Regions from separate parts of the Mus musculus genome. Here regions 1, 2, 4, 5, 6 and 7 are each linked to region 3. A link is a contact called in public HiChIP or PLAC-seq and promoter capture Hi-C data. All regions are on one chromosome and are shown on one strand. Each heading gives the region's core, a stretch centred on a gene start, on an enhancer-like site or on the middle of the called end of the contact. The rest is flanking DNA. Distances are from core to core; before and after follow the strand shown. Region 1 holds the start of Chmp1a (charged multivesicular body protein 1A). Region 2 holds the start of Afg3l1 (AFG3-like AAA ATPase 1). Region 3 holds the start of Galns (galactosamine (N-acetyl)-6-sulfate sulfatase). Region 4 holds the start of Fanca (Fanconi anemia, complementation group A). Region 5 holds the start of Tubb3 (tubulin, beta 3 class III). Region 6 holds the start of 4933417D19Rik (RIKEN cDNA 4933417D19 gene). Region 7 holds the start of Dbndd1 (dysbindin (dystrobrevin binding protein 1) domain containing 1).

Evidence for each region. Promoter capture Hi-C pulls out the DNA fragments that hold promoters and counts their contacts. HiChIP or PLAC-seq counts read pairs in DNA pulled down with a chosen protein or histone mark. Capture Hi-C pulls out chosen DNA fragments and counts their contacts.
Region 1: a promoter capture Hi-C map of liver shows a contact between it and region 3, with 5 times the contacts expected there. The contact joins the promoter of Chmp1a here to the promoter of Galns in region 3. A contact is called at or near these places in 21 of 39 promoter capture datasets (the 3T3-L1 cell line, the C10 cell line, the HPC-7 cell line and 13 more), 1 of 15 datasets of contacts at CTCF or cohesin (large pre-B cells), 34 of 484 Hi-C or Micro-C datasets (B cells, CD4 T cells, the G1E-ER4 cell line and 25 more), 22 of 115 datasets of contacts at active chromatin or transcription factors (the NIH/3T3 cell line, the SCID.adh cell line, SST interneurons and 15 more) and 5 of 9 other capture datasets (adipose tissue, embryonic stem cells, liver and 2 more).
Region 2: an H3K4me3 HiChIP or PLAC-seq map of bone marrow-derived macrophages shows a contact between it and region 3, with 5 times the contacts expected there. The contact joins the promoter of Afg3l1 here to the promoter of Galns in region 3. A contact is called at or near these places in 2 of 39 promoter capture datasets (both in liver) and 1 of 115 datasets of contacts at active chromatin or transcription factors (bone marrow-derived macrophages).
Region 4: a promoter capture Hi-C map of pre-B cells shows a contact between it and region 3, with 4 times the contacts expected there. The contact joins the promoter of Fanca here to the promoter of Galns in region 3. A contact is called at or near these places in 7 of 39 promoter capture datasets (the C10 cell line, cranial neural crest, hematopoietic stem and progenitor cells and 4 more), 1 of 484 Hi-C or Micro-C datasets (embryonic stem cells), 5 of 115 datasets of contacts at active chromatin or transcription factors (T-cell acute lymphoblastic leukemia, astrocytes, embryonic midbrain and 2 more) and 3 of 9 other capture datasets (adipose tissue, liver and macrophages).
Region 5: a promoter capture Hi-C map of liver shows a contact between it and region 3, with 5 times the contacts expected there. The contact joins the promoter of Tubb3 here to the promoter of Galns in region 3. A contact is called at or near these places in 4 of 39 promoter capture datasets (hippocampal neurons, liver, maxillary cranial neural crest and 1 more) and 1 of 115 datasets of contacts at active chromatin or transcription factors (microglia).
Region 6: a contact with region 3 is called in a promoter capture Hi-C map of fetal liver, with 5 times the contacts expected there. The contact joins the promoter of 4933417D19Rik here to the promoter of Galns in region 3. A contact is called at or near these places in 22 of 39 promoter capture datasets (the 3T3-L1 cell line, the C10 cell line, the HPC-7 cell line and 13 more), 7 of 484 Hi-C or Micro-C datasets (B cells, CD4 T cells, CD8 T cells and 4 more), 8 of 115 datasets of contacts at active chromatin or transcription factors (SST interneurons, bone marrow-derived macrophages, embryonic forebrain and 5 more) and 3 of 9 other capture datasets (adipose tissue, embryonic stem cells and liver).
Region 7: a promoter capture Hi-C map of hematopoietic stem and progenitor cells shows a contact between it and region 3, with 3 times the contacts expected there. The contact joins the promoter of Dbndd1 here to the promoter of Galns in region 3. A contact is called at or near these places in 4 of 39 promoter capture datasets (hematopoietic stem and progenitor cells, hippocampal neurons and liver).

What each region holds. Positions count from the first base shown.
Region 1 is chr8:123,211,525-123,214,233 of GRCm38.p6, reverse strand. Chmp1a (charged multivesicular body protein 1A) reads left to right here and starts at 1,446. Exons shown (of 7, transcript NM_145606.3): 1 at 1,446-1,568. The coding sequence starts at 1,562. It overlaps Spata33 (spermatogenesis associated 33), which reads right to left and starts at 1,376. Exons shown (of 3, transcript NM_177279.4): 1 at 1,237-1,376; 2 at 997-1,146. The coding sequence starts at 1,273.
Region 2 is chr8:123,476,597-123,479,324 of GRCm38.p6, reverse strand. It overlaps Afg3l1 (AFG3-like AAA ATPase 1), which reads right to left and starts at 1,463. Exons shown (of 17, transcript NM_054070.3): 1 at 1,278-1,463. The coding sequence starts at 1,415.
Region 3 is chr8:122,610,142-122,612,841 of GRCm38.p6, reverse strand. Galns (galactosamine (N-acetyl)-6-sulfate sulfatase) reads left to right here and starts at 1,355. Exons shown (of 14, transcript NM_016722.4): 1 at 1,355-1,614. The coding sequence starts at 1,504. It overlaps Trappc2l (trafficking protein particle complex 2-like), which reads right to left and starts at 1,216. Exons shown (of 5, transcript NM_021502.2): 1 at 1,149-1,216. The coding sequence starts at 1,181.
Region 4 is chr8:123,316,934-123,320,016 of GRCm38.p6, reverse strand. Fanca (Fanconi anemia, complementation group A) reads left to right here and starts at 1,441. Exons shown (of 43, transcript NM_016925.3): 1 at 1,441-1,542; 2 at 1,846-1,955. The coding sequence starts at 1,464.
Region 5 is chr8:123,410,216-123,413,288 of GRCm38.p6, reverse strand. Tubb3 (tubulin, beta 3 class III) reads right to left here and starts at 1,736. Exons shown (of 4, transcript NM_023279.3): 1 at 1,627-1,736. The coding sequence starts at 1,683. It overlaps Mc1r (melanocortin 1 receptor), which reads right to left. Exons shown (of 1, transcript NM_008559.2): 1 at 2,545-3,073.
Region 6 is chr8:123,233,419-123,236,341 of GRCm38.p6, reverse strand. 4933417D19Rik (RIKEN cDNA 4933417D19 gene) reads right to left here and starts at 1,251. Exons shown (of 3, transcript NR_045849.1): 1 at 789-1,251. Spata2l (spermatogenesis associated 2-like) reads left to right here and starts at 84. Exons shown (of 3, transcript NM_030176.3): 1 at 84-192; 2 at 493-824; 3 at 2,097-2,923. The coding sequence starts at 522.
Region 7 is chr8:123,513,758-123,516,794 of GRCm38.p6, reverse strand. It overlaps Dbndd1 (dysbindin (dystrobrevin binding protein 1) domain containing 1), which reads left to right and starts at 1,340. Exons shown (of 4, transcript NM_028146.4): 1 at 1,340-1,562. The coding sequence starts at 1,430.

The sequences.
Region 1 (2,709 bases), core at 197-2,696, 600 kb before region 3:
GACAGATATCACATCACAAGCCTCCCTAGGTCTGCAGCCTCTGTGTAGCCTTCTAGCCTCAGATGAGGGGCCCCTAAGCTTCAAGGTCAGACCTCAGAAATCCAGTCCCAGCACCTGGATTTCAAACTGCCTCCCCAAGACCCATGGGTGCCTCAACCTCTTTCTCAAATGAGAGGAGGGTCTGTGCTTTCTACCTCCAATCCTTCTCAACTGTCCTCGGCTACTGCGCCTCTGGCTTCCACCAGATTCCGGCAGTGAGCCTGGGGTAGGTCCTCCTAGGGCTCTGTTTTTCATACAGGCCTCCATTCTGGAACCAGAAAGACAAAGCATCCAATTCCTAATGCCTTCCTTGTTTTAAACCTGCAACAGTTCTATTTCTGACAATGGGGGGGGGGGGGGTGTCACAGTGTCGGAAGGCTCTGTACGTTTCCTTCTGTGTGGCCATACCAAGCTACTATAAAAGGTAGAAACAGGCCAAACGTCTGCCTCGGGGAAAAGTGGAATTCGCAGCAGTTTCTGGTGTCTGCCAAATGCTGGGTGTGAAAAGAAACACTTTTGTCCCACTCACGGTCCTTTCTACCTTGAGACGCCCTCCCATCTTTGTGGCCAGGCTGAGGGACACCAAGCCCTCTCCGCTCAGGAGTCAGTCACACAGCAGCCTGGCCAATCACCCGAGGAGAATTCTGCTCCAAGCTGTAACATGTTGAAGGGATCACTGTGGGACCAGAGAGCACCCTACTAACCCTCTTTGGGGAACACTTTATGGATCGCTCAAGTTTCGTCTCAATTTCTTTTTTCCTTCTGAAACAGGGTCTCCAGATATACAAGATGCCCTTGAAATCCCTGTTATAGCCTAGCCTAGAGCCAAGGGCAGTGCTCTCGCTCACCTTCCCTGCACCGAGAACCCTGTAATATTTACCTCCCGGGTCATCATCCTTAGAAAGAGGTCCCATCCCTGCTGCCTTGCCGCGGCCGGTCTCCTCTGGATCTCCCTACCTTCAGACGAAGACGACGGCCTTGAGTGCTTGGATGTCGCGAACAACAGGCTTTCGGCAGGCTGCGACTCCTTGTCAGACTGCTTGGCCTCCTTCTCCATTACTTTCTCCTTAGACTTTGTAACTAAAGTGGTAGTGCTCTTCTCCTCCTCTGAAACACACGGACGGACAAGCCGTTAGACCTACAGCCCGCGGACGCCCGCACGGAGGGCGGGCCTCGCCGCCAGGCGGCGCCCTTTACCTTTCTTCTCTCTGGGTTTGCTTTTCGACTGGCCCATAGGTGACCCCGCCGCTCCAGCCGGGCGGCCTCGGGGCCGGTTAACCCGACCGACTCACAAAACCCACACTAGGCTCCGGGAGCTCATTACCATGGCAACCGCGTGCCGCGCGAGCCGTGCCTGAGCCCCGCCCAGGCCCCGCCCAAGCCCCGCCCCGGAGCTATCTTCTCGCGACAGCCGGCCGCGCGACCGGAAGCGGTGGCGACCCCGGAAGCCCTCGCGGAGACAGCGGGTCCGTAACATCGCGTCCCCTGCGCCGCCCCGAGGGCTGTGCTAGCCCGACCGGCCATGGACGGTAAGGGGCTGTCATCCACTTCGGGGTCGGAGCGGGAGTCTGCGGACGTCTCGCCTCAGCCCCATAACCCAGCCGGACCCGCCCCGGGCTTCAGCCCCAGACTCTATCCCCCCGGGCCTGGGACCCATAGTCTATACCCTGTATTCGGACCGGGACCCGCCCCCAGCTCACTGGGCTCGAGACCTCCGACTAGGACCTGCCCTGGGGCCTGCAGCCCGTGTAGCCACCAGGACCCGACCCGGTGCCTGAACCCTGACATCCTAGCTGAAACCCTCTCCTGGGCCTCGATCGCACAACCCAGCAGAAGCCAGCTCCCGATTCTTGATTCCAGACCCCCAGCCAGCTCTTACCCCTGGGTCTTGTTTCTTTACCAGATCTCCCCAGGCCTGCACCCCACGCCCGGGATCCAAACCCTGAATCTTGTCCAAATGATCCTACACCCGACCCCCGATCCAGGCCACTTCCACTAGCCACTCTCCCTGTTTGTTTTGTTTCTGTTTGGGGACAACGGAGTGTGGTCAGAAGGCACCAGAAAAGTACCCAGAGAAATAGTAATTAAGATACAAAGGAGTTCAAGTGCCAAACAGTAGGATTTTGGGTTCCCTCCTAGTAGGAGGGCCCGGTTAACCTTAGGTTAACAGGTTGGAAGGGAACCACCCGTAGCAGTATGAGTCACGAGTCACTTCGACCTGCCGTGGCTCCAACCTCTAGACTCCCAAGGAACTCATAATAGGTTTTATGGGCTAGTATCATAGAGTTTTTGTTTGTATGAGACTGCTTCTCTATGTAGCCTTGGCTGGCCTAGAACTTACTGTATACACCAAGCTGCCCTTGAACTCAGAGATCTGCCTACTTCTGCCTCCCCACTGCTGGGATTAAAGGTCTGTGCCACCGCCTAGGGCTGTAATGGAGGTTTTGTTTTGTTTTTAAACTGCTTTCTGAAATGTAGAAAGCTAAAGTACTGTGTCATTGTTGTAGAAGACGTAAGAATCCTAGACTGAGCCAGGCGTGGTAGCGTACGCCTTTAATCCAGCCTGGTCTACAAAGTGAGTTCCAGGATAGCCAGGGCTATACAGAGAAACCCTGTCTCGAAAAACAAAACAAAAACAAACAAGCAAAAAAGAATCCTAGACTGTCCCTT
Region 2 (2,728 bases), core at 214-2,713, 870 kb before region 3:
AAAACTCACTAGTTCACCAGATGGACTCTACCGTGGTCTGTTGCCCGCTCCCTATCTGCCGTGGGTAATGTTTGTTCCCTAAGAGCAGTGTCACACAACACCTTTCTTTGGTCTGTTACCAGTGCTCTGTCTAGGGTGAGTGGGCACTCTGATGTCTCGCCACGAAAAGCCACCCAACCAAGTCAAAGTCCATCCAATGTACTTCTTTCACAAAGACACTGGCCCACAGCAACTCAGAACTGTCTATAACAATCACTATATGACTGATCTTCAACGGGTCACCCACCGGAACAGGATGTGCGACATGACCTGAAATGACTGTGCAATGCACAGCACTAGAAACAAACCTGAGGGCATTTTCCCGACCCACTGTGCAGCTACCTCCTCCAAACCCAGAGATTCCCCCCTACAGAGAGGGAAGCTCTTAAGCCTCAAGAAGCCCCATAAACCTTATGCTCAGAAGCTTAAAAAAAAATCCACGGGCCCCCAGACCCAAAGTTCTACAGGCAGGAAAGAACTGCTGAGGGGAGGGAGCCTCTTCAGTGGTACTGACTGTAGGTTCGCCTTGCGTTGTGACCTGTATGTGAGCCTTTCATCGATGAAACTGCTTTTGAGTCACTCCTGTTAAGTAACCTTCCCCGGTGCGGCCATATTTAATTCCAATAAGCTCACTGGTTCACAAAGCTAGAGGAATGGAATCATTTTGACCTATCGTGAGTGCCCTAGCTGGGGTAAATGGACATTTGCTCATGGACCGTTACACCACACTACTGTCATATTAAGAGGGAACAAGACCAAAACTGAATTGAGGAAGAACGGCTGTATGGCCCCTGTGATGGTAACACGCATTTATTTGAAGATGGATAATCTGCATGGATATTCCCTTTCGCCGTGGTGAGCCTCCTTACTACTGGCAGATGTACCTGTGAGGGGTGATAAAATATCTAGTAAGGCTAAACTATCTAAAAAATGAAGCATCAGTGGCGGGAATTCCATGGTGGCCATCTTTCTCTGCTTAGTATGGAGACCTACGCCTCCTTAATGAATAAAGGCTACTACCTTTTAAGTGGGGCCCTGCAATAGCTAACTGGATAATGGCTAGATCGCACCCGCTCAAGTGTTCCGATCAGCCGTAGGTAGACACTAGTGGAGTCGGAGGCAGAAATCGGGAAGACGCTGCGCCCGGCCCAGCCGCAGGCCGATGACGTCACCGCGACGCCCAGCGCGGCCCCCGCCACGCCGCCCGGAACCCGTGGCCCCAGCGCTGCCCTGCTCACCTGCAGAGCAATGCCACAGGCCCTCACGCTGCTCCAGACCGTCCCGCCGCTCCCTGCGCATCCGCCACATCGCCACAGCTTGGAGAAAGGCCAGGCCAGGGCTCGACTGCCCGCCGCCCCCACCAGCCGCAGTAACATCCCCCGGCCCTGACCTCGCGCCGCCCCCTGGGCGCGCGCACGCGCAGCAGGCGGATCATAGTGCACCACGCCCTCGGGGGCGCGCGTGCGCAGCTGGCCGCCGCATCGGCTCGGACCTCTCTTTGGGTGTCTGGTTCGCGGCCGTGCTCCTTAGGATCCTGAACCCGAGTGTCGCTTCGCGCTGCCTGACAGCTGATGGCGGATGGTCCGCGGCCAACTTGACCTAGACACCAAGGGCCTTTAGACGTATTTTAAATTTTGCATTGTCAACGACATCAATGGCTTCGGTGGGTCCTCGGGGTAACGCGGCTCACGTAATTAAATTTTGAGGCTACTTCTCCCTGGTTGAGGGTACTAGTATTACCGGTTGGAGGTGCTCCCGGTATTTTACATCCAGACTAGATGTGGTTCGAGACCTATCGTGAACAAAGGAACTGTTATTTGGTGCACGACTTGTCTCATTGATCCACGTCATAGACCCTTGTTTAATTTTACTTAACAACATTTTTATTCCTGCGGATGCGCAGGGAGCGACGGGACGGTCTGGAGCAGCGTGAGGGCCTGTGGCATTGCTCTGCGGGAGAGCACTTGGTTGGTATATAGAGTCACCCCAGTTTTGATTTGCCTGCAGTTGTGCGGACTAGCAATTTGGACTTGGCATTAGGGAGGTGTGGGTGTTCAGGATGAACCAGTTTCTGGACAGTGGGGCTGTCCACGACACACGTGGCATCTGCGTGTACTCAGATTCTACCTTGACTACATTTCAAAGGTACAGATGCCCGGGAGAAGACCATTGTCACCCATAGTGTTAGCAGTCCTTCTATGCTCCGCCCAACGGTTACCTAGCAACAAGGCCTGGCTTGCTATAAAAGGGTCTGTTCCCTCCCAACCCGACCCCTACTCCCATACCCCCCTCCATGTCTTCGCTCTCTCTGCCCCTTCTCCCCTTCTCTCTCTCAGACTTTCTTCTCTCCCTGACCCCTTTCTCCCTCTCTCCCCAACTCCTCCCTCCTTCCTCCTCTCCACGGGTTCCTGGCCAGCCTCTCCTCTCCTCTTCTCTTTTCTCTCTTTGACTGCCTCTACTCCCTTCTCAACTCCCTTCCCATGCCCCCAAATAAACTGTTCTACATTATACCTGTCCTGTGGCTGATAACTCAGGGAAAGGGATGTGCCGAGGCATCCCTCCCGCCTCACCATACCGCGCTGGAGTGGGAGATGGTGATAAAAGAAAATGAGATTTTGTATCTTGTGATTCATGTAAAAGAGTTGTCTATGAGCCCGTGGCCTGGGGCTGAGAACAAAGCAGAACAGAC
Region 3 (2,700 bases), core at 106-2,605:
CCAATTCCCAGTGCCAAAAAGAAAAGCAATATGGGACCAGAGATGTAACTCCGTAGTGGAGTGCTTGAGTCGCAGCATTAAGCCCTAGTTCTCTCACCTGTACCAGAAAGGAGGAGGAAGGGAGGGTGGAAGCAGTAGAGACAAATGCACAGGGGCAGGAAGTGAGCAGAAATGACTCCGGAATGCCAACCTGAGCACAGCCTAACAACATACCCTGACACTTCTCTTCCTAGGATCACCTCTGCCTCAACCACCAGCACACTCTGTAGTGTCATCCTAACAGCAGGGGCACTAGCTATTTCTTAACGTGCCACACTAGGGTAGTGGTCTGTTCTCAGTGCTTCGAGACATTGAATGAGTCTCCAAATCAGGACCCTTCAGCATAGATACTGGACTTCCTCCTCCTGAGTTTATCAAAGCAGCAGCTGCCTATGACATGAGTTTTGGTTTTGGTGGCCTCCTGGGGGTATAACTCCCTCTTTCATACTGACAGCTTCACAGCAGTCTAATCCCTAATGGCAGATCTCAGAAAAAGCCTAATAGGGATACAGGCTTCATGCAACAGGATATTGTGGCCCTCTGGAGCTGTCTTAGCATCCATAAACAGCTTTCCGGAAAGAAATGAATATATATGTTGGCCAGCAAGATGACAGTTGGGAATAGAGGGTACAAAGGGGAGAGGGATGCTGTCTAGAGGTTTGCAGGCCTTCACGGTGGAGTAGAAGGGTGCAAAAGACATGAAGGGGACTATCCTAAGGCAAAGAAAAGCACTTGGATTCTAGGCTGACTTGAGCCGCGCCAGGCTTATATTTAAATAGCGCCGGCTGGGCAGCCAGGGGACGGTCCGGAAGGCGGGGCAGAAAGACCGGACGCGGAAGGCAGCTGAGGCCGTGAAAAGAACGCGTAGAGCGACGGGTGGCAGGCTGCAGCGACCAGCTAAGCTTCCCGGGGGATCTCAAAACCCGGAGGCGGAGGCCTGCAAACTGGCGGCGGACGGCTGTCAGCTGTCAGCGAAAGCGAGCCGGAAGGATCCTGATCATAGGGCTTGGCTGAGGCTTGGAGCTCAGAGTTGAAAAGATCAAGACCATGGCTGGAAGGAGGCCCGCCGCCCGCCGCCCGCCGCCCGCCGCCCGCAGCCTCTCACGCACCTCCTTGGCGATCACCGCGATGCACACCGCCATATTGGCAGGCTGTGCGCCACATCATGTGACCCGATGTGGAGGCAGGCCCCGCCCATTCTCCTCCCACCGAGGCTCAGAGCCCGCCTCTCTCTACCATGGCTCCGCCCAGACTCTCAGGTCCGGCCTTGGTCCCGCCCCTTTCCCGTAAGGCCCAGCCCACTCCCTTGTCACTCAGACAGCCTAGGCCCCACCTCTCCCTCTTCTTTTCTCCGTGGCCCTGCCCCTCCTCTCATTCTGCCGCCAGGGCCCGCCCTACAGTCCAAAAGGAACCGCGGCAGGCTTGGGACTGGGTCTTGACTCCTCAGCGGGAGCTTGGTTTGCTATGGCGGCCTGTACCGCAGCCCAGCAGCTGCTGCTGGTACTGAGTGCCCTAGGACTCTTGGCCGCAGGTGCTCCGCAGCCCCCCAACATCGTGCTACTGCTCATGGACGATGTAAGTGGGGCCACGCGGCGGGGGGACACGGAAGACACAGGGCAGCCACACGGCGGATGAGCAGTGACCCGAGGGAGGCCCAGAGCCCGGTGTCACATCTTTCACTGTTTCCGCAGTGGGGGTAGGTGTTCAGGGAGGCCCTTTTCTTCCTACTTCCCCTCCCGAGAGCGGGCTGACATTCTCCTCCCCTCAACAGGTGGCCCTGCCTTGGTGCCCACCTCCAGCCTGACCTCTGGGGGAACTCTGACCACAAAGTCAGGCATAGAATGTCACCTGCGAGTGCAGCCTGTGGTCATTTATGAATTCTGCCCTGGGGCATATCTCCCTCAGTGTCCCTGTCTGAGAAATCTGTCGCCCTGAAGTGACATGAAAGCTTAGAAATCAGTCATGTAGAACACTAAGTCAGATGGAACTATCCAAACAGAACTAGATGGACTGTGCCTTCCTCGCAGTCTCAGCCTGCCAGCCCCACCTCCACCCCCACCCCCCCACCCCCAGACACACACTGTGGAGTGACATCTGTTGGCTATTGTTAGAATCAGAGTCACATCCAGTTCAGGATGATTTGAAACAAATCAGAGGCTAATACCGGCCGAGGCTAATTAATAGCCAAACCAGCCCTCTGCAGGGCCTTCAGACCTGTGCTGATCCACACTTACCTCCTCAAAAAGGGGAGAGGGATGCTGTCTAGCGATCTGTGGGCCCATCAGAATGGAGAGGTGCTATATATGTAAAATAAGTTGAATTTTAGAGACTTTTAAAAAAAGATTTATTTATTATTATAGATAAGTACACTGTCGCTGTCTTCAGACACACCAGAAGAGGGTGTCAGATCTCATTATGAGTGGATGTGAGCCACCATGTGGTTGTTGGGATTTGAACTCGTCAGTGCTCTTACCTTCTGAGCCATCTCGCCATTCCAATTTTAGAGACTTAATAGGAGAAAAAGAAAGTAAACATCCCACTTGATAAACATTAGCTTAGTAGTTTTTTATTACTAAGAAAAATACAGATCTAAAAAGTCCTGTACATAAGTCCCACCACCCAGAAGCCACTGCAGGAAACCCCTTCCAGCTTCCCGTTCTT
Region 4 (3,083 bases), core at 192-2,691, 710 kb before region 3:
GGGGAGGAACAGTGTGGGTGGGGAGGGCTTGTGTTGGAGGGGGTCCACCTTGTGGGCAATGATGGAAGTACAGCCATTTTTTTTTGAGATTTACTTATTTATTATATGTAAGTACACTGTAGCTGTCTGAAGACACTCCAGGAGAGGGCATCAGATTTCGTTATGGATGATTGTGAGCCACCATGTGGTTGGTGGGATTTGAACTCATGACCTTCGGAAGAGCAGTCGGTGCTCTTAACCACTGAGCCAGCCTTGAGCCACATCTTCTAATAGGCAGAGCAGCTCTCTGATGCTCCTCTCTGAGGGCACTTCTGATGCTAGAGGCAACGTGGGGCTGCCAGACACATTTGATCCTGAACTGGGACGAGTCCTGGCCATAGTGATGAAATTTTGTAGAAATACATTAAAAAAAAATTGGTTCTCTTCAGTTTTATATCTTTAAGTGTTCTCTTTGATGGGTAAAGTGACTTTTTGGCTCCCAGTGTGACCGTAGCACCTCCAGGTCATGGAGGCAGATAAGCCTGATTCCTGGGAAACTTCGGTCAATCTTTGTCTGCTCTGCTCTGGCTCTGATAATGGCTCCTCCAGCTGCTGACTGATTCCAGGCTGGGTGAATTTTAATCACAACCTGGCTACTATGGCCGGTTCAAGCCTGTCTCTAGTGTCCTGTCTTCCACTAGTGTCTGCGTGTGCACACACCTGGGGTAATGCTGAAAATCAAGGACAGTGGCTGCAGTGCACATAATGCCCTCCTTCAGTTTGCTTGTTTGTTTGTTAGAGTCGGGGTTTCTCTGTGTAGCCCTGGCTGTCCTGGAACTCGCTCGGTAGATCAGGCTGGCCTCCAACTCACCGAGATCCACCTGCCTCTGCCTTCGGAATGCTGAGATTACAGCACCGCCCCGCACGTAAGGTGGATTTAAAAAAGGAAGAAACAAGAATGACAGCGTTTTTGTGGCTGTTTTTCCTTCCTAAGTACTTTGAGCGCTTAGCGGGGAGTGATAGCAACTCTAATTTCAACCCTTGAAAGTCACACCCCAGCACCAGAACTCCTTTGGTCAATTTTCCCTCAGAGTCAAATAAGCACAGCAGAGTACTCGGATCGATCCTGTGTAGTTTTGAACAAAGCAGGTAAAAGTGCTTTTTTTTTTTACCGAAAACCTGGGTCCAGTTTGTCACGTGATCTCCCCAGGCCAAGCTCTGGGCCATTAGCAATTCTGCGCCACTTTCCCTCTAAGTTGTCAGGCGCAGGTGTATTGCACCAAGGCTGCCACCATACTGCCTTCTCTGCCACCCGAACGCAGCCAGACTCCGGGACAAGTACTACAACCAAGAGGAAGAGGGCCACAGAGCAAGGGTCCGCCCTCGGGGGTGTGGTCAAGCATGCTCCTAGCCAATGAGCGCCAGCGCCTGGCCGCGGCCAATCGGAAGGCAGCGCGGGCTGCAGAGCCGGTGTTCCAGACGCTATGCCGGGCTCGCCGGCTAGGGGTGCTGCCATGGGTGGTGGGCCCCGGGGCCTCCGAAAAACTTGGACCGAGCTGCTGGGTAGGTCTTGCCATTTCTGCCTTCTGACCCCCAACCAGCGCCAGTGCGGTCCCTCCATTCTTCGGGGTCCGGGTTCAGATCCCAGCGTGGCTCAGCCCTGCCCGCGAGTCAGCCGTCCTGGGCCGCGCTGGTCCTCTTAGGGCCATGGGCCCCAGGCTTCCTGGTCCTGCCGCTTGCTGCAAGCGCTAGGTGACTGTCCAGACTTGGACAGCTTCTCTCTGGACCTCCGCGCAGCGTGTCACCCTGTGTACGTTGCACTATAATTTTCTGAGCAATTTTTTTTTCTTTTTAAAATATCTTTAGCGGGCAGAGTCAAAAAGCAAAAATATGATCCTGAAAGGGAACAGAAATTAAAGGATTCTGCTCTGAAACTCCTGAGATACCATCAAAATATGCATGACCTTTTGCTAGAGGTAAGAGGAAGTTGTCCTGGCTGAGCAGGTTGGATGTTCGGAGCCAAGCCAGATCATAATCTTTTTAATGTCCTTCTAAGCCTGAGTACTTGGCGAGTAACTGGTGCCGGCAAACCAGGTGGGAGGAGAGCTGAGTGTATTTTATATTTTATGTCTTTGGAGATGAAAGTAGTTGGGTAGTACATTTAATAATTCATGAAAGGCTTTAATAAATTCCTTCTGGGAAAAGTACTCGAGGGGCTGGAGGGTTGATTCCTGTACAATCTGGTTTTTGTTTGTTTGTTTGTTTTTCTCTGTGTAATCCTGGCTGTCCTGGAACTCACTCTGTAGACCAGGCTGGCCTCGAACTCAGAGATCCGCCTGCCTCTCTCTCCCAAGTGCTGGGATTAAAGGCGTGCACCACCACACCCAGCAAGATGGAGTACAAGTTGTAAGCTGAAAGAAGCATCCCGAGTTGCTTTTGGTCATGGTGTTTTTATTACAGCAATAGAAATTCTGGGGGCTGGAGAGATGGCTCAGCGGTGTTCCAGAGAAACACCCAGGGGAAGAGAGCAGTGTTTGTAACCTGTGTGGGTGTGGGGTGGAGGAATTCACTGCTGACAAAGGGATGCTTTTTGTCCCAGAAGCCGACTTTACCGTTTGTTGACATGCGCTGCACCCAAATTGGATGGACAGCCCTCTCTTGGAGACACTTTGACTGAAACATTCACTGCAGACACTGGAATTGTTCTAAATATTAAGATAAACATTGTTTCTTTGCAGCAAACACAGACTGTGACAGAAAACGCATATATAGAAACATGAGGGTGATTGAAATCTTTCATAATCCACCAAAGAGAACCAATTAGGCCTTTGCTGCTCTAATTCCATGTTGTCATTTTGAAACACAGTTCAGAATGGCATACAGACAATTTAATTCTCACTTTTAAATATGACAATTAAGCACAGGCATTTTCACATGGTTTAAAATGCTCCTAAACAATAGGGCTGGCATTGTAGCATCCCGTTTACTTCTGGACTTGGTTTTACTAAACCATTGCAGCATCAGCACACCAGAACTTCAGTTTGTCACACACTGATCTGTATGATTTATATTTGTAAGTTCCTTTGTTTCTCCAAACCAGAGTG
Region 5 (3,073 bases), core at 487-2,986, 800 kb before region 3:
GGGTCCAGCACTCAGAAATGTTCTGTGGCCATAGCGCAACACACGGAGCCTGGGCGTGGTGGACCTGACTTCTAGGCCCTTACTCAACAGGAGACCCAGAGGAGAGCACAGAACAGCACAGATGCAGCAAGCTCACCAAACAGGCCTTCCGATGGCAAACCTTCCCTCCCCCACTCACCCCAGGCCCTTTCAGGAGCAGATGTTCGTCCAGGGAAAGCCTGGCACCTGTGACCACATTAATGAGCCCTCACCCTCCCTTCAGGCCAGGGCAGCTGTCAGCGATCATCCCAGGAGTCCTGATTTGATCTGAGGCCCCTTGCCTTAGGCTTCCTCTGTATGCCCCCCTACCCGCCACCCCCCCAACCCCGCCCAAATTTCCCTTGTAGGGCAGAAGCAGCTGTCTCCCCTGTGATTAGGGAGTCTCTGTGGTGCCGCTTCCCTTCCCCTTTAACTAGAGGAACCTCCACCCAAGAGCCAAACTTGTAATTTACATGTCAGCCACGTGACTGGCCCAGCCCGTGGTAATTAGCTTTTTTGTTCCTGCCCGGTTTCTATGGCAACAGCCTCCAGAGGTACTCTTTGCTTCGTCCCCTCCCTCCCAGGACCTGTCTACCCAACCTCCTCCTTTGGGAACTAGCATCCCTAAGCCCCGTCCAGCATTCATCTGGACAAAGCTCCCGTTTCATGTTGTTCAGAAGGGAGAAGATTGAGGTAGCTGACCCCACCCACTCAAATGCAACCCAAGTGGAGGTTGGGCTTCTGCAGGAATCAAGTAGTTCTGTCTGCCACTTGCTGTGTGACCTTGGGTAAGGAACAGTCTCCTAAGGACTTGGAAACAGGACAGCTACCTCACTAATGATAGTAGGATTGCGGAGTCACTGCACCAACCCCGCGCCCCCCCCCCGTTTTTTTCTTTTTCTTTTTCTTTTTCTTTTGCCTTGGCTTCAACACCTGGATGCGGGCTAACAATAGAGGGGAAATTGAGGCAATCCTTGCAGTCGGCTTTGTTCTGTGCTCAATCCCGACTGGGAGGCCTTGGGAGCGCACAGTTAGAGATGGGAGATTTTCAGAGTCCAGTTCTGGATCAAGGTCATTGGAGTGCAGGCCGAACTCCTCCAACAAAGGAACAGGGTGGGGCAAGGAAACTGGGTGAGCTGAACAAGGTTGGGGATATGAGGGCGGCCTTGCTCCCTGAAGACTGTCTAGTTCTCCAGTGGGGATCCAGGCATGTACAGTCATTATGGTTTTAGGGGAGAGCCCCACCCAAAGTTGCCCGACACACCCATCTTACTCAAGGCTTAAGTGGCAACCTCAAAGAAGGCCACGCCCAGTCGGCGCCCCCCAACCACATCCCCTGTACCTGATGGTGTGTGTGGGTGCGCAGAATGGATGGGAATGCGAGTCAGAAGGGTTACCCCCAGCCTTCTCCTGCAACCTGGGCGCAGTGCAGAGTGGCGTGATTGAGGGGAACCGATTGGGGACCCCGGGGTCCCAGGAGCGGGGCAAGGGGCTGGGCTCTTCCCTTTGTTCCGCTAGCGGCTCCCAGAGTCGCCTTTCTCTCCCTCCACCCACCGCCCTGGGGCTGGCGCTTGTGGGGACGCAGGACGCCGGACGGCTCAGCCTCACCTTGGCCCCTATCTGGTTGCCGCACTGGCCGGCCTGGATGTGCACGATCTCCCTCATGCTGACTTCACGCGGCTAGAGACGAAAAGGCAGGCGGACAGCAGGCTGCGGAGGATCGGCAGCCTCCGCCGCGCCCTCTTATAAGAGGCTGCCCCGCCCTCGCTGGCTGATGTAAGCGCTGCGGGCCAATGCTGGAGCGCCGCACAATGCGGCAGGCTCTGCAGCATCAGCACCGGCACCGAGATCCGCCCGCACAATGCGGAGCAAGTCTGGCCGCGCCTTCGGAGGAGGGGCCACCGGTGGGCAATCCGCTCTGGGGACAATAGAACCCAGGCCCCTTAGTGCCCCACCCCAGTAGCTGCCTCCCCATTTTGTCCCTGCCCCATCCCCACCCTGCAGCTTTGTGAAGAGGGTCTTTCTTTCTCTCAAGTGCTTAAGAATCAAGACCCATATTCTCTGAGTCCGCCGAGTCGCTTGAGGTGGGAGAGGCAGGGGAAGCGAAACCCTTCTTGAGACCTCTGTGCAGACCTGGGGACGCTAGTCAGGACGGTGGCGGATTATAGCTCCGAACTCTGAGGTCACTATTTTCTGGAGAAGAGAGGGCTACCAGTCCGCGGCTCCACAAAGGGCTGCGCCGAGGGTGCAAATGTACCTGGGGTGTGAGGATGCACACACAGTATCTGGCAAGTACCCCTGCTCCATGAAAATCTCTGTGAAAAATTCTAAGGATATACAACCCACTCAGTGGAGCATGTCGAACAGTCTTTTTTTGTCTGAGCCATGCCTGATGTCATTGGTACCCTTGTGCTTCTGGTACAAGTGAGGGTGAAGAGGGGGCACGAGGTGAGCTGGAGCTACCTAGGTAAGGAGACTGTGTGTGGAGGGGGCCCATTGGGAAGCAGAATCAGGAGGGCATGCAAATTCACAGACAACACTGATTTAATATTCATCTAGGACCAGTGACACCTTATGAGGACTATTTGATATTTCAGTGACAGAAAATTCTTCGGGAAGAATCTGAGACAATAGTACCACACTTCAATGGTCCACAAACATTCATTTCACAAGAGCCGCTAAAAAGCTTAAAAACACCTGCAGATGCCTTCGTCCAGTTTGCACGCACGGGTGCACGCTGGATAGAGCGGCTGCGCATACAACTTTCTCTGAGGGTAAGCATCCAAGTTAGCCGAGTTTAGAAATGGGTCTTTTGTTCTCAAGAGATGCCCCTCCCCCACAATGTGTCCATGATGTGGCTTTCTGTGGTTCCAGCTGGCCTGGCTCAAGAAGTATTGGGTGAGCATCTGTCTCTGTCTCCTTGTCTGGACAGAGAAGATGCTTAGAAGCATCCAGAGGCCTGGGATGCTTCTCTGACAGATGACATCAGGCCAGAGCTCTCTGTGTCCCCAGGGAGCTATGGTGTCAGGCTAAAGGCTGACTCATGGTCCTGTCT
Region 6 (2,923 bases), core at 2-2,501, 620 kb before region 3:
GGGCCACGCCCAGCTTCGCCCAGGCCACGCCTACACCTCCACCCTCCTACTTAGCCGAAAGGGCGGCACCCGACTCCAGCCTCGCCCACCAACGTCACGACCAAGGCCAAGGGGCGGGCTTGACTTTCTGCGGAAGAGCGAGGAGAGACCCAGGCCCAAGCGGAGCTCTCTGGAATAGCTGGCGACTAGCAGGTAGCACCGCCGCCCACGGGGACCGTCAGTGGGAGAGGGGCTCTGGCTGCAAGAGGTTCAGCTAGTGGGAGCGGAGCTGTTGATACGAGGACGCTCAGCAAGCGGGGCTGAAGGTGTCCTGGGGAGGGGAGGCTACAAATACTGTGGTCACTGAGCTGTCAGCGTCCACGTCTCAGGGACCATAGATTCCGAGAGTTGGCTAAGCTGCCAAGGTCCCTATTTCCAGGTTGGAGGGAGCCCTGGGCTTGCTGGGTGCGGGGTTGAGAGTCGCACACACAGCTGAGATGACATGGTCTCTAGTTTGACACCTCATCCCGGACCTGATCAGGATGGGCAGCAGCTCACTGTCCGAGGACTATCGCCAGTGCCTGGAGCGCGAGCTGCGGCGCGGCCGCGCGGGCGTTTGCGGCGACCCCTCGCTGCGCGCGGTGCTCTGGCAGATTCTGGTGGAAGACTTTGACCTGCACGGGGCGCTACAGGACGATGCGCTAGCCCTGTTCACTGATGGCCTGTGGGGGCGGGCTGACCTGGCACCGGCCCTCCAAGATCTGGCCCGCGCCTTTGAGCTCCTAGAGCTGGCCGCTGTGCACCTGTACCTGCTGCCCTGGAGAAAGGAGTTCACCACTATCAAGGTATGGCATCAGTGGTGCTCCTTCACTCCCGTCCTTGTCCAGGCTGTTTGAGGGCTGCAGATCCTCTTCAGGGGAGGGTTCTGCGTTGAGGGCTCGTGGGCGTGTTGGGATGCATGCCTACCAGTCATTCACCTAGAACTTATATGGCTGTCCTCAAAGTAGTCTCACTGCCCTAGTTGCCATGGAAATTCTAGGGTAGACGTGGGTGGGTGAGGGAGGTACTTGATGTCCTATGGTCATCCTAACTCCTCTAAGATGTGGACTGGTCCCCATCTGTAAAAGGAGGCTGCTAAGACTGGGAAGAGAACAGCAGATCAGAACAGCAGGGATCTTATTCCTGCCTGGGTCCAGGTTAGGCGGCCAGGTCCAGGGCTGGCCTAGTCCTTAGGTCAGATGGCAGACCACTTAGAGGGGGTAGGGCCGCTCTGAGCTAATTTTGAGTGGGAAGGCAATGACGTCAGAATGCACGTGGGCGAGGTAAACCTCCACCGGTTGTCATGGTAACGTCTCCCCCTCCACACCCCACCAGCCTGCTGCTCCACGGGAATACCTGAGATCTCAGGACTTTCATTCAGTTCTGTCAAGCTAGAAGCCCACCCATCCGCCCCAGAGGACAGAGGCAGCCAGGCGTGGCCTTCACACTGAATAGTTCAGAAATAGTGTTGGGGTGGAGCTGGCAAGGATAGAGCCTCCTAGCTGTGTGGTTTTAGGGAAAAGCCCCTTTTCTCTTAAGTCGAGGTGCAACGCCCTAAGGAGGGTGTTCTGGCCAGTGCTCCTTGTGTGTAGACATCCTCTCCCTAAGGGTGCTATGCACAGAAGTGCTCCAAGGAAGCCTAGAGCTGTTGTAGACGGTCACACTTAGAAAGACCCAAGCTTAAACCCTGGAGCTTTGATTCCATTGGTAGCTTGGATCTAGAAAGCACATTGGACTTTCTGGAATACTACAGTCGTGGGAGGCTACCTGCCAGCGAGGTACAGTGGAATATTCCTGTAGGCTGAGGCAGGAGGATGGTGAGTTTGGGGTCAAGCTGGGCTATACAACAAGGACCTTGTCTCGACCACAATGCTTGCTTAGCATACACAAGGGTTTAGGTTCTCCCTTGGAGGAAAACAATGTCTGACATCCAAGCTCACTCCAGACAGATAGAAACTGTATCAGGGGGTGGACAGGAGCTTCAGAAGTGCACCGAGGTCAAGGCAGGCTCAACCCACATAGGCTACATCTAGGAACCTTTATGGAAGTGCATGTCTGACCAGGACCCTTCCTTACAGACCTTCTCAGGGGGCTATGTGCATGTGCTGAAGGGTGTACTCTCTGAGGAGCTCCTGACTCGAAGCTTCCAGAAGATGGGCTACGTGCGCAGGGACAACCACCGCCTAATGGTGACCACCCCACCCCCTGCCTGCCAGCTGGTGCAGGTGGCCCTAGGTTGCTTTGCTCTTCGGTTGGAGTGTGAGATCCTAAGTGAGGTCCTGACTCAGCTGGGTACAAGCGTACTACCAGCCGAGGAGCTGCTCCGAGCTCGACGGGCTAGTGGGGATGTAGCCTCCTGTGTGGCCTGGCTGCAGCAACGCCTGGCCCAAGATGAGGAGCCACCACCTCTGCCCCCTCGGGGCACACCTGCCACTTATGGGGCCCCAGTGGACCTGTATCAGGACCTGCAGGAAGATGAGAGCTCAGAGGCCAGTCTGTATGGTGAGCCTTCCCCAGGGCTGGACTCGCCTCCTGTGGAGCTGGCTTACAGGCCACCACTCTGGGAGCAGAGTGCCAAACTATGGGGTTCTGGAGGTCAGCCCTGGGAACCGCCAGCTGATGATATGCATCGGGCCAGCAGCCCACCATATGGGGCTCTGGAAGAGGAGCTGGAGCCAGAACCCTCTGCTTTCTCCTTCCTTTCTCTGCGCCGTGAGCTGAGTCGCTCAGGAGACTTAGCTCCCCCTGAGTCCCCTTCAAGCCCCGGGCAAGCCAGCCCCCGACACAGGCAGGCAGAAGCAGCTGCATCCTCGGCCTATGGGCCTGCTGTTGAGCCTCTGAGCTACCAGGCACACAGCTGCTTGAGCCCTGGCAACCTACCCACCCTCTGCTGTGACACCTGCCG
Region 7 (3,037 bases), core at 91-2,590, 900 kb before region 3:
ACCTTGTGTCCACTAGAGCTGGGCAGAAAGCCAGAGCTTTGACTCAGACCCTACTTGATTCAATGAAGCTTTTTGGCTACTGTCCTAGCCATCCATTCTGCCCAAGGCAGTACCAACTTATTTCATCCACTCAAATTCCCCTCAGCCTGTTCAGTTATGAATAACTCATCTTCTCTGATAATTTCCTTTGTTGTTTTGTTTTTGTTTTTTTGTAAAAGTGTAAATGGATTTTAGATTGGGCCTTCTGACTTCTAACCCTGAATTGTGCAACCTGGAGAAAGTTGCTGTCTGTCGGTCTCTGTGCCGGGCATCTTTAGATCTCTAGGAGTAAAGAGATACTGTGTATCTTAGTTAGGGTTACAATTTCTGTGAGGAAACACCACGACCGAAACAACTTGGGGAGAAATACATACTCGGCTTACACTTCCACACCGTTGTTCGTCGACAAAAGCAGTCAGGGCCAGAAGGGAAAGCAGGCCAGGAGGCTGGAGGCAAGAACTGCCGCCCAGGCCGAGGAGGAGCTGCTTACTGGCTTCCTCCTCACGACTTGCTCAAGCTGTTTTCAAAGAGCCGCCTGCCTCTGCCTCTCTGCCTCAGCCCTGGGATAATTAAAGGTCTGTGGTACCAAGGCCTAGCCTTAGCCTGGCCTTAGCCTGCTTTCTTATAGAACCCAGGACTACCAGCTCAGAAATAGCGCTACCCACAGTGGCCTGGCCCTCCCACATCAATAATTAAGAAAATGCCTTACGGCGGAACATTATGGAGGCGTTTTCTTAATTGGGGTTCCCGCCTCTCAGATAACTTCAGCTGTGTTAAGTCGACGTAAAATTAAATGGCACACTGTGCCATGCAAGCAGGTCTGATGCAGGACTGGCGTTTGGAGATGGGACTCCAGCTGTGGGTTATCAATACATCCAAGGCCTTCTTTTTACCAGGTCACCCCCCACTCCTCCCGGACTTGTACTCTCAATATGGATTCAATAGCATTAATCAGGTCCACAATTCCAGGCTTATCAGTTGAGGGTTCTGGGGCTGCTTTGGCCCTTCTTGTGGCACCTCCTCTCCTAACTCTTTTGCCAGGCTCCTCATGTCGCTGGCGCCCCACAAAAGCCCGAGGTTGTGATGGATAGATGGACCGCAGCCAGCGCGCAGCTCAGTGCGCAGGAGCCAGGGAAGCTAGCTGAAGTCGGAGGTCCGCAAAGGGCTACGTCCCTGCAGAAGGGTGGGTGGGGGTGGGGGTGGGGGGGTGGGAGTGGGATGGGGGGGGGTTGTTGTTGGCCGGGTCGGCAGGGGGCGCGCGAGGAGCAGGGCGGGGCTGCACCTGTGCTGCTGGCTGCTGGAGATGGGGAGGGGAGCGGCGCCAGAAGCAGCTGCGCGCCCCGCCCCGCGGGCTCCTCCCCGCCACCGCGGCCCCTTAGCTGCTGCCCCGATGCGCTGTGCCCGAAGCCCGGACTCAGTAGTCACCAGAGCAGTTGGGGCACCCGGGCTGTCGCCGCCGCTGCCCACACCCCCCGCGGACCCCATTGGCCGCATGGAGTCTCCCGAGGGCGCTGGTCCGGGAGGTGAGTCCGACCCCGGCCCCCAGAACCCAACAACAAACCGCAGCCCCTCCCTCTGCCCACTAGCCAGCTACTCCCGGGGCCTGGAGACCCGCTGATGCCTTCTGAGCCCGCCCGTCCGACTCAGAGCTAGGGGCGGAGGAGGGGGCCGGGCCAGATCCTTGGAAACGTGCGGGTATCCGGCTCGGCAAACACAGACTGCGTCTCTTTCCCTGATATGCGAGCTCCGGGCTCCGGAAGGCTTGCGGACTGCCCTCCAAGGAGGTGACCAGGGGTTGCGTCCTGAGCCCCCTGCCAGCCGAGCCTGGGAGCGGGGGAGGGGCGTGTAGGGGCCGGAGTTAGGGATCTGGAGAGGGGATTCGTAGGGGCGATGCTACCCGCTTGTTCACGCGTAGGCTTTGTTCGCCCCAGCCGCGATACCAGGAGGAATGACAAGAGGCGGAAGGGGGTCTGGGGCTCCCGACTGAGCTGGGGTTTTTGTGAGGTCATGGCGCATGCACCCGAGCTCTTGGTGCTGCAGGGCAGCGGCCTCCGAGCTGCCCAGCTGCCATATATTTGGAAGGGAAGGTGTGAATGGTGTGCTCCTTCCTCGGCCTCTCCCAGCAGCTGAAGACCCTTGAGGTTAACATCTTACCGCAGGGTCTGCCCTCCTTGGAGCGTGCCCACAGGCGGGTGGCTGATAATAGAGAGAAAACTCTTAAAAATCACCCACCCTGCGTCTCAGCTTTCCAGAAAGCTTTTCAGGGATCCATCGCTGTGGGAACTTGGATGTAATCTGAACAATCCATCACTTGCTTAGCCATACCCAACACCTCTAGGATTTCCTGAAGATCCCATCCCAAGGAAACACCAAGTGTCTGAGGATTTGGCCAGCTTGCCATTCCGCCTGCAACCCAGCCACACGATGGCTTCTTCTGAAGTCCAAAGGGTTGCCCGTGGGAGCTGTCCCCAAGCGGCTCCTATGTCTACAGGCGGGGAGCAGTGTCCTGCTTGAAAACCCTTATCTGCCTAAGCGCCAGACACTTTCCAGCCAGTGGGATTGGTTGTGCTTTGTTTTGTTTTTATGGGAGACCAGCGTTCTTGCTATTGACAGTCCCCAGACCCTGGGTCTTCCCAGCACCAGCTCCGTGGGTACCAGAAGGTAGATGGTTTGGAGAGCAAGGACTTGGCTTGTAGAGCTCAGAGTTATTTTTTGAGCTGTGCGATGTTGGAAACTTGCCTGTGCCCCTGAGCCTCCGTTAGCATGGCTGTCAATACAGGCAGCCCCCTTGTATAGGGCAGAGGTCTGTCTTTCTTTCTTTCTTTCTTTCTTTCTTTCTTTCTTTCTTTCTTTCTTTCTTTCTCTGAGGAAAGAAAGAACAAGCCCACAAGCTTAAGCAGAGATGGAGTATGCTGTCTCTGATGTATGCATTACTGGCTGGGGGTGGGGGGCTCAGACGCCCGATTCAGTGAACAAATCCCAAGTACCTATCATGAGC